Linked DNA regions of Macaca mulatta: region 1 is linked to region 2. The links are chromatin contacts, called in public Hi-C maps. All regions are on one chromosome and are shown on one strand. Each heading gives the region's core, a stretch centred on a gene start, on an enhancer-like site or on the middle of the called end of the contact. The rest is flanking DNA. Distances are from core to core; before and after follow the strand shown.

Region 1 (2,700 bases), core at 28-2,527, 390 kb after region 2:
GGGGGGGGGGCGTGAGACTGCCCCAGAGCCGAGGCGACCCCAAAGGGGAGAGCAGGAAGAATGACAGGGAGAATCGGAGGAGTGGGGGAGGGAGGCGAAATGCAGCCGGGCTGGCCTCCTCTAGGCTGCTCTTCCAAATCGCCTCGGCTCATCGGAGATTACCACACTAAAATTAATGCCCACACACAGACCTGGCTAGATAGCAAGAAAGAAGTTTCTCTGCCTGCCTAACTACCGGCTCCCGCCCCTTTGCGCCGAGATAACTCGGAGATAAGGCTGCGCGCAGATAAGCGCTTCGAGGAGAGGAAAAGAGACTAGAAGTTGGTCCGCGGTGTCCCGGGAGCCTGGGAGCCGCCTCAGCCCGCCCGGAGGGGAGGAGGGAGACACCCTTGGAGCCGACCGCGGCCTGGAGAGGGCCGGAGCGCCGGAGGCCCAGGGGCCCGCGACGAGTAGGGGTGGAGGGGAGGGAAGCGGGGAGATCGCGCGAGGAGGAAGCAGCCGAACCTCGGGCGGGCGCTGCGCATGGAGAACGGCCGCGGCGGAGGGTGCTCCCAGGCGTGGAGAGAGGCCGAGGGCGCCAGCGGGCGAGCGCGAGTCCGGGGTCTGCGCCGCGCTGCTGGTGAATAAAAAGGAGAGAGGAGGCGCCTCTTACTGCTCTGCCGGAAAACTGCAGCCAGCGCTCCTGATTGGACTCACCGAGCCCTAAACAAACAGCGCTCGCCGAAGGGTGCCAGGCTGTGGGTCGGAACTGCGCTCAGCGAGCAGCTGGGCGCTGGAGGTGAAGAGGAGGAGGAGGGATCTAGGGGAGGAGAGAAAAGAGGGTGGGGAGGGGACGGCGAGGGGGAGGGGAGCGCGCCGCCCAGGCAGACAATGAGCGCCGCGCTGCCTGCTGGCGTGGGCTGAGCCGCGAGCCCTGTGCCCGGAGTGGGGGCGAGTCCACCCGGGGGGCGCCGAGCCCAGGGACGCCGAGGGAGGGGCGGAGGCCACAGAACGCCTGACCTGGCTGGCGACCCGCACCCACACAGCGGCTGTGCACCCTCCCGCTCCCGCACTCGCACACACACACCCACACGAGGGAGGAGGAGGGAGCCTTGGCACGGGAGGAGTTGGCAGTGCACAGCCCCGCGCCGCCGCCGCGGCGGGAGGGGCGCTCCAGCCCCTGGGTCAGCACGCCCCCAGAAGGAGGGGAGAATGTGCTCTGCGCCCCCCAGTCCCCCAACCCCGCCTAGCCCCTTCACAGCAAATGTGCTTTTTGCCCTGCGATTGTGTGAGACCGACCTTAAACTTTCTCCGACCCTATCTCGGGATGCTAGGGCTCAGGTCGTGGTGGTTTCGGGAACCTCACGACAAAATTCCCCAGTTGACTTTTGGGAACTTTAACTCGGGTGGTCCTGTACGGAAAGGTAGTCTATGGGGTGCGCAGAATGGAAAAGGGCTTCCACATCAGTGGTGTTCGAGGACGCTCTCCAACTTTTGATGTCCCGTTTGCACGGAGATTTCCCTGGAGAGTTTCAGGTAAGTCGCAGATAAGTCACTGCGAAGAGGGGGTGTCACCTTCCCTGGACCCAGAGCTGAATGCTGCTTCCCCACCCCCACGTTCATATACACACCCCCTCTTCGCTCCCTCCAAACAGTTATCACAACTCTGTACAAACTGATACGGTCCCTAGCGGGCAAAGGGACTGGAAATGAACGTCGCGGGGTTATCAGCGCTGATCTGTCAGCGGCGACTCGCGCGGCCGCAGGCTCGTCCGCTGCAGGAGCCGTGATATATGTCTCGCTCCCTTTCGCTCACAGAAAGGATTTCTTCCGACAGACGTGACCCCAGAAGGCTGCCGAGGGAGAGTTTAGGACAAGAGGAGTTGTTTTTGTGAGAATGCATTTTTATGCTTTCCCCCGCCCGCCCCCTCTCCCCCCCGCCAGGTAAATCGAAGTAAATGATTTTCTGAAGGTCGGTCTCCCAGAAAGCGTTTGGGCTCTGGTTTTTTGTTTTGTTTTTGTTTTCGTGTTTTCCCAGTTAGGGAAGGGAGAGGAGCCTGTGCAGAGTTGAACTGGGGTGGGGAGGTGCGTTGTAAAGTATGGTTTCCAGAGACGGTGAGACCTCGTCGCTAAACGTTGTTTCCTCTGCATGTAACTGTGAGTTGTGAACTTGTGGCTCCTGGGGGAGCGGGGACAGGGCCTGGCAGTGCGGAGGAAGGGGCGAGGAATTCAGGAAGTTGGAGAGAATTCTTCTTTTTTCATTCTTCGTTGTAAATTGCTTCTAAACACTTCTGAATTTTAAATTGCTACCGAGAAGGTCCAGAAACCGTTCTCATCCAATTTAGTCACTTTTATTACAATCCACTTTGCCTCCCCCAATCACTGCGGCGGCTCCCAGTTTCAGCGTGGCCACATTTTGAAAAGGCTGAAGGTAGAAAACTCTGGAATGGAGAGGTTGGCTACTGGAGCAGGATCCAGGGGCTTTAAATTTTAACCTGAGTGCGATTGAATGCGCGACTCCCAGAAGAGATAGCCAGGCGTCCGCCCGGCCGCTCAGCCCCCGCCAGGACCCGGAATGCCTTGCTTTTGGTTCTTTTCGTGAGTTTCACCAAATGTTTAAGTGGACTGCGTTCTGCAGAAGCTCAATTGTAAGCAGTGACGGAAATGTGTTGTGGACATTTGATTTCTTTTGATTCCAACGTTTTGAAATAATGTTTCTCA
Region 2 (2,723 bases), core at 48-2,547:
AGCGTTTAGAGAGTAGACGGCTCCATAAATACCTACTTGGCCTCATTAAAAAGCTTCAGCGATTAAAGAGAATGATTAGTGTGGTGCCAGAGGGGAAAGCAGAAAATCCAACATCTGACTCAAAAAGGGCCAGACCTCTTCTCAGGGAAGACCGCGGGTGTCAGGGAAGAGGATCTGGCCCGCGCCCCGGAGCGGAGCGCCGGGCGTCGGCGTCTGCGGAGCCTGCACCGGGGCCTGTCACGGGAAGAGTTATGAAAAGTGCACGCGTTCTCAGAGACGATTACCCTCTTGCCCTCCACGCCTCCTTCCCAACCTCCCCTTCCACTCCCTGCTCCCCCCACCCTGGAACTCAAAGCATGATTAAAACAGAGAAACCTATAACGGGGATGAAATGACCCTCAAATGACTGCTTAATTACAGCGAAATGAAAGCCGGGGGGCTACAAATAACCAGGAACTGTCCCGGCTGTCACTGAAGAGGAGCCTGCGCATGAGTCATGAGTCATGAATTAGCCACTAAGTGTTCGCCGCCAGCCCCCAGCCGCCTGCCTCTGCCCTACCCAAGCCGGGCTCGCCGGCCCTCCACGCCTGGCCCCGCGGAGCCCCCCGCCCCCCGGGCGTCCGGGCCGGGTCGGAACCGGGCGGTTGTTGTGATTCCCAGGGCTCCCCCGTCGCCCCCGGCCGCCCGGTGGGTCGCTGGGTCGGGGAAGGCTCCCAGGCTGCGCAGGAGACAGGCTGACTGAAGGAGCGCAGCCAGCGCGGCTGCAGATAAGTTAATATACACAGAGAGGATGTAAATTACCACGACCCGCAGCAGCAGGACATTGGCCAGGGCCCTGTCAGGGAGAGGACAAGCGTCGGGGGCTGCGCGCTCGCTGACACCCACCCGGGATGGAGCCGCCAGGCGGCCCGGCCCGGGAGGACCTCTTGGAGCCAGGCTTTCCTTGAAAACAGCTGCGTGTCGCTGACACCTCCAAACTAATGCATTTTTAATCAGGGGAATTAGCTCTAGGCGTCCCATATTTTTCCAGCCTCCCCCCACCAACCCCCGTCTCTTCCAGCCACGTCCCCCTCCCCGCCCCCAGCTTAGGGACTGGCATTCTGTTTCTTTACTGGGACTCTGCAGAGTTCCCCGCTGCCCCTACACCCCCGAGACCAAACCACCTTTAAAAAAATCTCCCTCGCCCCCCCCCCATCCTCCCACCAGCCCTCCTCCAAGCGCCGGGTTCGCTCCAATGCAACTTTGGCCCCCACCCTTCCCTCTGTTTATACAGTGACATCACAGCCCCTGGCTCTCTCCAAGACTCAGAGAAAACAGAGTTCAAAAAGGCAAACAGGAAAGCCCGCTGGTCGTGGGCACGGGGTGAGATTCGGTCCACCCGCGGCGGAGCGCGCAGACGCGCACGTGCGCGCACCTCGGTGTGAGCCCATCTCCACTGGGACAGGCTGGGGAAAGGGCTGCCCAGGCTGCGCTCCCCGTCAGCCCCGGGGAACTCTTGTGCCAGCCCCTTAGAGAATTGAAAAGTGTCCGGTAGTCGCATAAAAAAAGTGAAAAGGTAAAACAGGTGAAATTAATTTTAACAATATATTTTTAACCTGATATATTCAAAACATTATTTCAATATGCAATCAATACAAAAATTATAAATGAGATATTTCATATTTTTTTTTGGCAGTAAATCTTCGAAATTACACTCACAACACACCTCAATTCAGACACGAATTTTTCATTGGAAATACTTGATCTGTAGTTACATTTCATAAAACTTAGAGTTGAAAAAATTGATTCACATACTCACATTGTTCCAAATATATGTAAGCACTTTTCGATAACTGAATCCAGTGTTCTTAAGTGTGAATTTACACTAATATGAAATAAAATAAAATTTGAATTAAATGAGAATTCTGAGTTAAATTAAATAAAAAATTAAATTTCTTTGTTGCACATTTTAAATTCCTAACAGCCACTTGCAGCTAGTGGCCACCAGATTAAACAACAGGGATAGAGAGTTATAGAATCTCCAAATTTCAGCTCTTGTTAACATAAAGTGGAGATAATAAATAGTATCTAATTTATGTAGGCTTGTTGTAAGAATTAAATGAAATACGGTAGAACAATGTATATTAAGTACTCGGCACAGGGCCTAGCACATAGTAAGTACTCAATAATGAAGGTAACTCTGAGAATTATTTCTCCACTTTAGTGATTTTCGCGTTTCATACTTCCTTCCTCCGGAACTTACTCTTAGGAGGGATTGTTAAATGAATGTGCAATAAGCTGCCAAAAATGAACAGAGTATTCAAACACTCAAGTGTCCTTCTGTCCCTATTTATTGGACACCCCTTTCACCCACAACATGCCTTCAGCTGCATTACTATCTGTACTGGCCACTCCAAATTTTATAAATAGAACAGATCTTCAGTGGTATCTATCCAGCTACCTAGTAAACATCTTGCAAAGATATTTTTAACTCGATCCACCAAAACCTGAATTGATGAGTATCATCCCTAATGTGCCTCTCCTGTTCCCTCATTGGTTGGTGTTGCCATTCCCTTGAAAGCCTCAGCCAGACTCTGGCAGTCATTCGAGGTTCTTCTTCCTCCTTCACTGTTCCCCTCACCACAACCCCTTAGTGAATCGCTAAGTCTTATCAATTCTACTCCTAAACACCTCCCAAATCCACTGATGTGTCTCGTTGTCCACTGCTATCCTTCACTTAGATG

The links. Hi-C and Micro-C count contacts between places; a contact is called where the count stands out from the background.
Region 1: a contact with region 2 is called in a Hi-C map of liver, with 4 times the contacts expected there. The contact joins the promoter of LOC144336392 here to the enhancer-like site in region 2. A contact is called at or near these places in 3 of 14 Hi-C or Micro-C datasets (fetal cortex germinal zone, fetal cortical plate and liver).

Annotation. Positions count from the first base shown.
Region 1 is chr18:70,235,551-70,238,250 of T2T-MMU8v2.0, forward strand. LOC144336392 reads left to right here and starts at 1,278. Exons shown (of 5, transcript XM_077974791.1): 1 at 1,278-1,515. The coding sequence starts at 1,425. All of the region lies in intron 1 of GATA6 (GATA binding protein 6), which reads right to left.
Region 2 is chr18:69,841,409-69,844,131 of T2T-MMU8v2.0, forward strand. All of the region lies in intron 1 of LOC144336431 (a long non-coding RNA gene), which reads left to right. Among named protein-coding and RNA genes, the nearest start is that of CTAGE1, 140 kb to the right of the region's middle. Within about 2 kb of position 1,298, at least 6 of the 40 cell types and tissues checked have an H3K27ac peak or open chromatin away from gene starts, as enhancers often do. A contact at or near this core is called in liver, where this site is marked.